Regions from separate parts of the Drosophila melanogaster genome. Here regions 1 and 2 are each linked to region 3. A link is a contact called in public Hi-C data. All regions are on one chromosome and are shown on one strand. Each heading gives the region's core, a stretch centred on a gene start, on an enhancer-like site or on the middle of the called end of the contact. The rest is flanking DNA. Distances are from core to core; before and after follow the strand shown.

Region 1 (2,962 bases), core at 81-2,580, 140 kb before region 3:
TGGCGTGACGCCAGACGCAGTGCAGCGGCGACTCCGGCGAAATGTGAGTACACCAGCACCAGCACCATTTCCATAACCCCGACTTCCGATCGAGTGTAAATAAGCCCGGCGACTTTGCTGTAAATATTCAAGTTCTCTCAACTAACAATTGTGCAATAGATTCCCTATACTTCAGTAACCTTCTGAACCACAGCCTGAAGATCAGTTCTGTGAAAGCTGTGAGTGAGAAAGCAGAATCCGAATACATTGTTAACACAGTCGAAATGCGAAACAAATAATTATATTTAAGCGACGGAGATCATCATGTGTTCGTTTAAGCTTAGTCCACTATAAATAACAGCCAATTGACGATTAGGCGATTAAGAGAAAGGTGAAAGCGGTGAAAATATGTCTAGCACTAAGTTTTTCTACCATCGACTGCCACGGGCTGAGATTTCATAATTTTAACAACTAGCAAATTTTACATTGTATTTAGCGCGGAGTTAGTTAAATATTTGCAAGTATCAACATCAAAAACATGAATGAAAATCTCAATTATTGTATATTTAGTTTTTATTTGACGACTACTTTTATTCATGATAACAATGATGGTGGGCAATTGCCCATCGTCAAGTTTTGAGCTTATATTCGGTTGAGGTTTACACTTTAGGATTAGTTACCACACGAAATGAATTCATACTGTACATTACGAACCACTCATTTTATTTATTTTAAATTACATCCTGTAACTAACAATTAGACTCTACTTTAGGCGTCCACCAGAATCATTATAAGCAAATGGATCATTGTGTAAAGAAATGTGGAACAAGTTGTTTGAAAACAGCTGAAGCTCGTGATTTAAATCATTATACACATTACAACAAATAAATGGAAAAAAGTATTATTAAATGGTAAATGAAAAGGCGTGTCTTCAATTTATTTTATCTTTAAGCTGACATATTTCGGATTATTTATCTTTCTGACTGTTTAATTTTTTAAATTGGTCATTCAATAAATCGACCGTTAAGCTTATCGATTTTTATTGCAATAGATTTAAAACGTTGCGATACTTTTTATATTGCGACTGTGTGCATTTTTTTTATCGATAGCAGACCCGATTACACAAATAATGCTATAAACATGAGTTCTAATGTTAATTAAAATCCACTGTTATAGGAACTGAAACTATATTTGTAACTTTCAGCTCTTGAGTAGAAATAATCAATGCTGGGGAAATTATGTTTTAATTTGGGGTATATAGATGGTATGTTTACAAACTGAATTGGTATTTCTTCGGTAACCGGGTGGTATTTTTGTATCGACCGCCCTGGTCACACCGCTCTAGACATAACCTTCCTTTTCCAATAATTTTTGTGCTGTGTACACGTGTTTCACAATGGCACCCATCGAGAAAGCTAAAAAGGTGGCCAAGTCGGCCAAAAAGGGCAAGAAGCACCCCGTCAACTCCTACCTGAAGGGCGGTATCCTGCGTTACTCCAAGGCCCAGGTAAATATCGCCGGAAACAGTGGGGAAATGGCCTCTGGCCCGAGTGACGCCTCCGCCCGATGAGAAGGCGCAGCAGCGTGGCTTACTTGTGGTTCTCCGATTCCAAGGGATCCGATACTTGCTCATCTATCCGCGGGATGGACCACACACCATCCACCCACTTTGAGTTAGTTTTACTTGAAAACTCAGTATTCGTCAGTGCGGTTCCTGAATCCAAATGCATTTATTTTAATTCCCGTGTGTTCAAGTGGCTATGAGTACAAACCATGCATACTTTGCCTAAATTGTTTACTCTTCTCACAAATAAGTTCAATAATCCTCAATGCCCTTGCTTGTGACTGTGCAACAAGTGGAGCGTATTAGTGATACACGTAAACAAAATAACCCCCTAGTTCAAAGGCTTGTGGATCAAGGATCAAGCTAACCACTTTTCCAACCTATTTCAGATGTACAAGCGTCGTGCTCTGTACCGCCTGAAGGACAAGAAGAGCCCCGTCGTGGAGAAGGCCAAGGTGCCCATCAAGAAGGTGAAGAAGATCGGAGGACCCAAGAACGGCGGTGAGCGCACGGTCTTCCTGAAGAAGAGCAAGGCCTCCTACCCGACCAAGACGTTCGTGAAGAAGCGCCCCTCCAAGGCAAACTTCAGCGAGCACAAACGCAACACGCGCCGCAACCTGACCCCCGGAACCGTGCTCATCCTGCTGGCCGGACGCCACCAGGGCAAGCGCGTCGTCCTGTTGAAGGTCTTGGCCTCCGGACTCCTGCTGGTCACCGGACCCTTCGCCCTCAACTCGTGCCCGCTGCGTCGCGTGTCCCAGCGCTACGTGATCGGCACCTCCTCGAAGGTGGATCTCGGTGCCTTCAAGGTGCCCGAGCACCTGAACGACGCCTACTTCCGCCGTCTGAAGGCTAAGAAGGACAAGAAGACCGGCGAGGCCGACATCTTCGCGGCCAAGAAGGAGCGCTTCGTGCCCAACGAGCAGCGCAAGAAGGACCAGAAGGAGGTGGACGCCGCCCTGCTGAAGGTCATCAAGGCCCATCCCGAGGGCAAGTTCTTCGCCAAGTACTTGCAGAACATGTTTGCCCTGCACTCCTCCCAATACCCCCACCGCATGCGATTCTAAGCGAGGGGATGGATTTGGTTCTTCAGTTTAAGGATTTCTAAAGCAAAAACACTGTACAAGCGCGCCCGCTGGTTAGACTAACAGGATTTGTAAAATAAACCTTACAAAACGGAAAGTTTTGGCCTTTTCATCAAAGAACCCCAGCTGTGACGATTAGTTCATTTTCTAAAATCCAATAATTGCACACAAGCATCAATTTAAATTCCTTTCTACAATTTTATTTCATTGATATATCCTATAAATTATAAAATAACAGCTATAAAGTTAAAATTCCATCAGATTAACATATTTGGATCAACTACAACTTCGATTTACATTAGCGCTAATTCTAAGTGCTGATATGATTTGAGCT
Region 2 (3,158 bases), core at 52-2,551, 240 kb after region 3:
AAAAAGGGCGCTCAACTCGCCGGTTTCCACTACACCGCAAACAACAACTAGATGCTGTGCTGGCCTTCCAAACACACACGCACGCACACACACAGACAGGCGGGGTTTTGAATGGATCACCGGCTTTTTTGCTTTTGTTTTGCTTGTGCTGCGCTCTCGCTCGCACCCGCACTTTCCAGCCAGCGCACCGATCAACGAATGCTGTACGCGCCTGGAAAACAGGGCGTGTGTGTGCGGCGTGCAGCGGTGTGTGTGGGCACAGGTAGCCATTTCCAGGCTTCCAGCATCGATTTTGCCTTTAAGTGCAATAAATGCCGAATGCAAACTGCAAATCATATCGTAGAAACAACATCCAATTCACCACGAAGCCGTTCACGCACTCACACACTGACGAACTCGCACACCTCTGCCCCGCTGCGATCCGATTTGTTTTTTTATTTATGCCGCGGCGAGTAAATAAAATAAACAAAACACACCGAGAACATCACGCGACGGTCAAATGATAGCGATATTTACGGTGTTTACGACCCGTCTCACCTATGTGGGTGTCCTCGATGTGGGAAATCAGATCGCTCAAGCTCGGAAACGTGATGCCGCAGCCATTGTACTTGCAGACGTTGATCAGGAAAACGGCCATAATATATATCGTATTATCATATATATATATATATCACGTATTCCGAAGAGAACGAATGTGGCGAGTTATGTAAAAAAACAGCAACTAAATCGGGGGCTGGTCAGTGTGGCCAGGTCAGCACTGCACCGAAACGTCCATTTCCAGGGCTGCAATTTCAGCTTAGCGGCGACTCCCACCCACTTCCAATGTGCTGTGGTGAGTTTAGGGGGTTATGTGGCGTTTGATCGGGCGAATACTGTTCGTTGGTAATCAGGCGATAATAAGTCGCTTTCGAAATTCAGCAGGAGTACATGGCTTGTTTTTTTGTTAGCGATGAACCCTGCTTGTACTGCAATTCAGCTGCTTCTGCCGTCTCTTTCCCTACGCCGCTGTTCGGTGTGGTGTGTTTCGCTCCTCTGGCGTTTCCTCACACACGCACACACTCATGCGCAAGTGATGTTATGCAATTGAGGGCTGCAACATTTTGGGGGGCGTAACTGGGTTTAACTGACTTCAAATTAGCATCAGTATTATATTTACTTACAGCATTCTGTGCTTCGATTCAGTTGCATTCGCAGTTGCCGCTGGGTAATTAAAACATAATTTAAGCCGACGTGACGTAGACACAAACACCGACGTCGAACGACGCGTAACGCTGCGTTTGTGGTGGTGTGCGTGACTGTGGTGAGTTTGCACGTACCAGGGCTGCACTGCATTCTCGGGCTCTTAGCGAGTGCACCCTCCTAACTAATTTAAGTCTAGCAGATACACCTTCCTATAGAACATTAAATATTTTGAGAATACAAACTTATATTTCGATGAAAATATGCCGGCCGGCTCTAGTTATTTACTAAGGCATTATTCCATAAGAAATTATTACAAGAAATAAATAAAAAATTTTATATTGTTTATTGCGTATAGAATTATGAAAAGATGCCAGAGGGCTCTAGTCGTTTCCTTTTGTATATATAGTTCCGTAAAAATTAATGAAAACAATAAATAATAATTAATTATATATTATATTATATATTATATATAATATAAAATTACACTTTTATTTCAATTTCGGGATAGGCATACTTGAAGCTTAGCTAAGGTTTATTAAAATGTTACCATATATATAATTTTTACATATGAATTTAATATTTTCCACCCCATCAAATATATTTTAAAAAGACAGGGAAACTTAGGGCACGATGAATATTATTACAACTGAAGTCTGGTTATATTTTATATACATAATTTCATCAACTATATTGATGATAAAAATATATTTCACAATACATATGTATGTAGTTAAATAAAAGAATAGATTATGTGCATGTAAAACACAAACGATTATACATACTTATTTGGCCCTACACTTGCCAAATTCATTGAAAACTTATCTAATTTATCTAATTATCTAATTATCTAATTTATCTATTGCATTTGCTGGTTGAAAAATTTTCAGAATGACCCGTTTTTATGGACCGTTCGCCAAAGATTTTATTTTATTAATTTGTAGTATAAATAAATAAACAAAATTAGAAAGACGCAGTTTCGTGGGAAAGGGCTATTTAATTGATTCTACGTATCCACTACTGTTATGGTCACACTGCGCCTATTGTGCAAGGGCAACCTCCTATTCTAGCAAAGACTCGCTCCTGGGGCGCGTCTCTGCTGAAAATGTGTAGCCAGGACTTGCACCGTGGATTGGGTTCTCAACCAAAATGGTATTTCTGGTACTTTCCAGTATTAAATCGACCTATCGTCCTTTTTCCCAGCTCCCGCTGACGGCCACACTTAGCACCCCCCAAAAGTCAGCGAAATTGTCAAATTCGTTTTACTGTTGTGAAGGGTTCGTTCGAAGTGAGTTGCTTTTTCCGGGTTTTTCCGTCCGCTGGCGGAGCACCCCCCTTATCAGCACCCCTCTGTTGGGTAACAGCCGTGCAAACGCCTCAGATAGCCAAAAAACGCGGAATTAGTGAAGAATCGTGTGAAATTTCGCCAATTAAAGTGCGAAACGTGTTTGATAATGCGCCGCCATCTTGCGGCACACTCGCACACACACACGTGTGCCATTCTGGTTTTGCAGTGGTGTGCGTGTGTGCCTCGAGTCGTTGCGTCACTGGAAAAGTTAGAAAATCGGCAAATTCGCAGAGGAAAAGCCAGCAAATCGGTTTCAATTGATGACTGAGCACAGATCGAGCTGAGAGTCGAGTGAAAATCCGGTGCGAGGGCAGATTTTCCGCATGTTACGTAACTTTTCTGAGGCGGCGTGGGACTTGATACAATGTATTCTTGGGACAGAAAGTCAGCCCAGAACTAATCGATATCTCCGTCTATATCTTTGCAGAGCCGTGCGCTAGCTTCAATTTTGTCGTAAGCAAAACAAAAAGGAAATTCAACCGAAAATGTTCGTGTCGACAGTCTCTCGCATTGCCCCAGTTGCCAGGAGCGCCGTAAGTACCCCTTCCCCATTTTTATGTCCGAATTGTGCGAGATAAAGTTAAAATGTGCAGGAAATTACATAATTATCGGAAAAGTGCATTGATTTTCC
Region 3 (3,312 bases), core at 367-2,866:
GCCTCGCCGTTTTCCATGTAAGCTATTTACTCCGCCTTTTGCATCGTCATCTGATAAGCCAAGATAGGCTGACCCACCTAATCTGTCTGCTCTTCGCTCTTGTTTATGAATAACGACAATATAGCAGCGAAATTATTGCCCCAACGGTCTCATTTGAGACATGACAACAGCATGACAGCCTGATATTTTAAATATTCTCATTTAGCATCTTGATTGATCACGACTATTAATGGGTACTCGTTTCATATAGTCATGAAAAGTGGGTGCGTTTAAGGGACCATTAAAAATAAAACAAGCAATTTAAACTAATATTTTTGACTCTTTGAAGGTGCGTGGTGCTCCGGCCATCGCTATCGTTGGCTGCCTCTCCCTGGCCGTGGAAATCAACCCGGAGGATTTTGAGAACAAGAAATCACTGCGGCAGGAGATTGAGGGAAAGTTGAACTATTTGGTTTCCGCCAGGCCTACGGCGGTCAACATGAAGATCGCAGCCGACGAGCTCATCACCCTGGCCAACGAACTTTACAAGGACGAGGCAATCGACGTGACCCAAATGAAGCATAGGTAACCTCCTTACTGGGCTACGAGACGAGCACACAAAGTTAACCCCCTTCTGTTTAAGATTTCTGGACGCGACCGAAGCTATGCTAAAAAAAGACATTGCCGATAACCGTGCCATTGGAGCGAATGGAGCCCAGGCGATCCTACAGGGCGTGGCGAAGGCAGGTAAAGCGCCCGCTGGATCGACGGGATCCGTCCGGGTGCTTACCCACTGCAACACGGGTTCCCTGGCCACCGCCGGGTACGGTACAGCTCTGGGAGTGGTCCGCCAACTGGCCGAGCTGGGAAAACTGGGTGAGTACTTAATAGAGTTTGGTACATTTATTGATTACTTACGCACTTTTGCACTTTTCGCTCTAGAGCACGTTTATTGCACAGAGACTCGTCCTTACAATCAGGGAGCCCGCCTCACAGCCTACGAACTGGTCCACGAGAAATTCCCCGCCACTCTGGTTCTGGATAGCATGGTGGCGGCTCTGCTGCGGGCCAAAAATGTGGCTGCTGTGGTTGTAGGAGCAGATCGTGTAAGTAAGCCTCTTAATGATTAACTATTTTCGATTAATGGTTTCTTCCCTTCCTTAGGTGGCCTCCAATGGCGACACGGCCAACAAGATTGGTACCTACCAGATTGCCGTGGTTGCCAAGCACCACGACGTGCCATTTTACGTAGCCGCCCCTCTGACTTCCATCGATCTAGCGATTCCCGGAGGCGATCACATCATCATTGAGGAGCGTCCCGACCGGGAAATGACGCACGTGGGAGAGCACCGCATCGCTGCCCCGGGCATTAACTGCTGGAACCCCGCCTTCGATGTGACCCCTGCCTCTCTGATCACAGGCATCATCACGGAACGCGGTGTCTTCAAGCCGGCGGAACTGAAAGAGGCCATCACTAAGTTGCTAGAGTCCTAACCGGCGCACAGAAGTAGTTTACACATGCACTCCATACCCCCAAAAAAAGAAACCGCAGAAACCAGAGCACGCGCGCTCGGAATAGGCATTTTGCCAGCTGAGTTTTGTATACAAACGTTTTCCCGCCTGCCAAGCAGATGTGGGTCGATCCGTTGGGAAGCACAACGCACAATATACCTCCTACACATGTAGCCCCATTTGCCAGTTGTTACCCTACTGGCGCATTGTTCCATTGACTTTAAAACTGGTTGCGATTTGGGTGTGCTCCACCAGAAGGGGCTGAATGGGCGATGGCTTCGTTCCGGTTTCAATTGTTGCAGCTCCTAGTGGTTCTCAGCCAAGGTTGGGCCAACCTCAACGTGCAGAACAACTATAGAAACATGATGGTCCGACTGGCCACTAACAAGGCAGCGCTCGCCGGTATTCAAGTCCTCCGCGAGGGACGCGTGGAGGTGAGCTTTGACTTTGGCGCCTCATGGGGTACGATCTGCAGCACTTCGTGGAGCATGCGGGAGGCAAATGTGGTGTGCCGACAGCTAGGATTGGGCTACGCTTCCAAGGCAAGCCAGGGAACGGAGCACGGGGATAGCCGGAAGTATCCCTGGGGCATGGTGGGCACTCTGTGCAGGGGAACCGAGCGTCGCCTAGCCGACTGCATCCGGGAGTCCCACTACCCGAACCTCTGCAATGCCAGAAACCATAATGTCAGCATTGCGGCCTGTGTTAGCCATTCGGCTGACCTGGAGATCGGACTGGTGGACATCGAGAGAACCGCCCGCCTGGAGGCCGTGCCCATGTCGCGGCTCACATGCGCCATGGAAGAGCACTGTGTTTCCGCCGACGCTTACGAGATCCGAAGGACGAATCCGCACGCTGCGAGGATACTGCTTCGCTTTTCCGTTAAGGCTTCCAATGTGGGCACCGCCGATGTAAGCCCATACGCTAACTACAAGGAATGGGTATGGCACCAGTGCCACAGACACTACCACAGCATGAATGTTTTTGCCACCTTTGATGTTTACGACCTCAACTACCGGAAGGTGGCCCAGGGGCACAAGGCCTCCTTTTGCCTGATGGACAGTGAATGCCGGCCAGGAGTACGGCAAAAGTACACCTGTGGCAACACCACCCAAGGTACGTGCACCTGTGACAGCTTCTAAGGAGTCACTAGTAACCCATCTCCTTGCAGGCATTTCCGTGGGCTGCGCAGACACCTACACCGATGTGTTGGACTGCCAGTGGGTGGATGTTACCCGAGTTCCCATCAACCGACGCTACATCCTGCGAGTGGCCCTCAATCCCGAGTACAAGCTGGGAGAGATATCCTTCGAGAACAACGGAGCTGAGTGCCTTCTTGACTACACTGGCGTACGGCAGACGACAAGGATTTTCAACTGTCGGCGAAAGCCGCTTTGGTTTAAGATTTGATTTTGTGTACAGTTTAGAAAGTAAAATAGCGGTATGAGCCATCTCTGGTGACCTCTTAGATACTAAGAATTTCCCGCCTGCCAATGCTAGATGGCTGGATCATTTGAAATGAATACTTTAGGGCTTAGAATCGTAATTAATCTGTGTACTTCAATAAAGCTAGTATACTTTTGGGGAGTAGCGGTTTCTTCACTGCCAAACAATAATTCTTGGTATACTTTTGGGAGCCGCAACAAAAGTCGAACCATTATTTTATGCGGCATACTTTTCTGCGGCGCCGACACACTTGGGTGTCATACTGCAGTGCATACCAGTAGGCGCTGATTAGTTTTAACTTTGTTTATCCACCTGCTGTTATTTCTGTTCGCCTGGTATTTCAATTCAAACAAGCCGTCAAATTGGCCGACAGAT

What was found. Hi-C and Micro-C count contacts between places; a contact is called where the count stands out from the background.
Region 1: a contact with region 3 is called in a Hi-C map of the S2 cell line, with 2.4 times the contacts expected there. The contact joins the promoter of RpL6 here to the promoter of Loxl1 in region 3. A contact is called at or near these places in 11 of 107 Hi-C or Micro-C datasets (the Clone 8 cell line, the D17-c3 cell line, the Kc167 cell line and 4 more) and 2 of 6 datasets of contacts at active chromatin or transcription factors (both in the Kc167 cell line).
Region 2: a Hi-C map of the Kc167 cell line shows a contact between it and region 3, with 4 times the contacts expected there. The contact joins the promoter of CG12054 here to the promoter of Loxl1 in region 3. A contact is called at or near these places in 3 of 107 Hi-C or Micro-C datasets (the D17-c3 cell line, the Kc167 cell line and eye imaginal disc).

The regions. Positions count from the first base shown.
Region 1 is chr3R:31,594,572-31,597,533 of dm6, reverse strand. It overlaps RpL6 (Ribosomal protein L6), which reads left to right and starts at 1,330. Exons shown (of 3, transcript NM_170554.2): 1 at 1,330-1,486; 2 at 1,933-2,013; 3 at 2,071-2,742. The coding sequence starts at 1,376. The coding sequence ends at 2,610. CycG (Cyclin G) reads left to right here. Exons shown (of 6, transcript NM_001276217.2): 6 at 1-892. CG1774 reads right to left here. Exons shown (of 2, transcript NM_143618.3): 2 at 2,815-2,962. The coding sequence ends at 2,939.
Region 2 is chr3R:31,218,845-31,222,002 of dm6, reverse strand. It overlaps CG12054, which reads right to left and starts at 1,301. Exons shown (of 7, transcript NM_001260456.2): 1 at 1,161-1,301; 2 at 538-1,090. The coding sequence starts at 637. ATPsynC (ATP synthase, subunit C) reads left to right here and starts at 2,373. Exons shown (of 4, transcript NM_143595.2): 1 at 2,373-2,467; 2 at 2,955-3,060. The coding sequence starts at 3,013. It overlaps mir-4949 (mir-4949 stem loop), which reads left to right and starts at 2,631; the gene lies at 2,631-2,729.
Region 3 is chr3R:31,458,173-31,461,484 of dm6, reverse strand. Loxl1 (Lysyl oxidase-like 1) reads left to right here and starts at 1,616. Exons shown (of 2, transcript NM_079868.3): 1 at 1,616-2,607; 2 at 2,663-3,105. The coding sequence starts at 1,764. The coding sequence ends at 2,901. CG11334 reads left to right here. Exons shown (of 6, transcript NM_170551.3): 3 at 329-564; 4 at 623-855; 5 at 922-1,085; 6 at 1,144-1,663. The coding sequence ends at 1,473.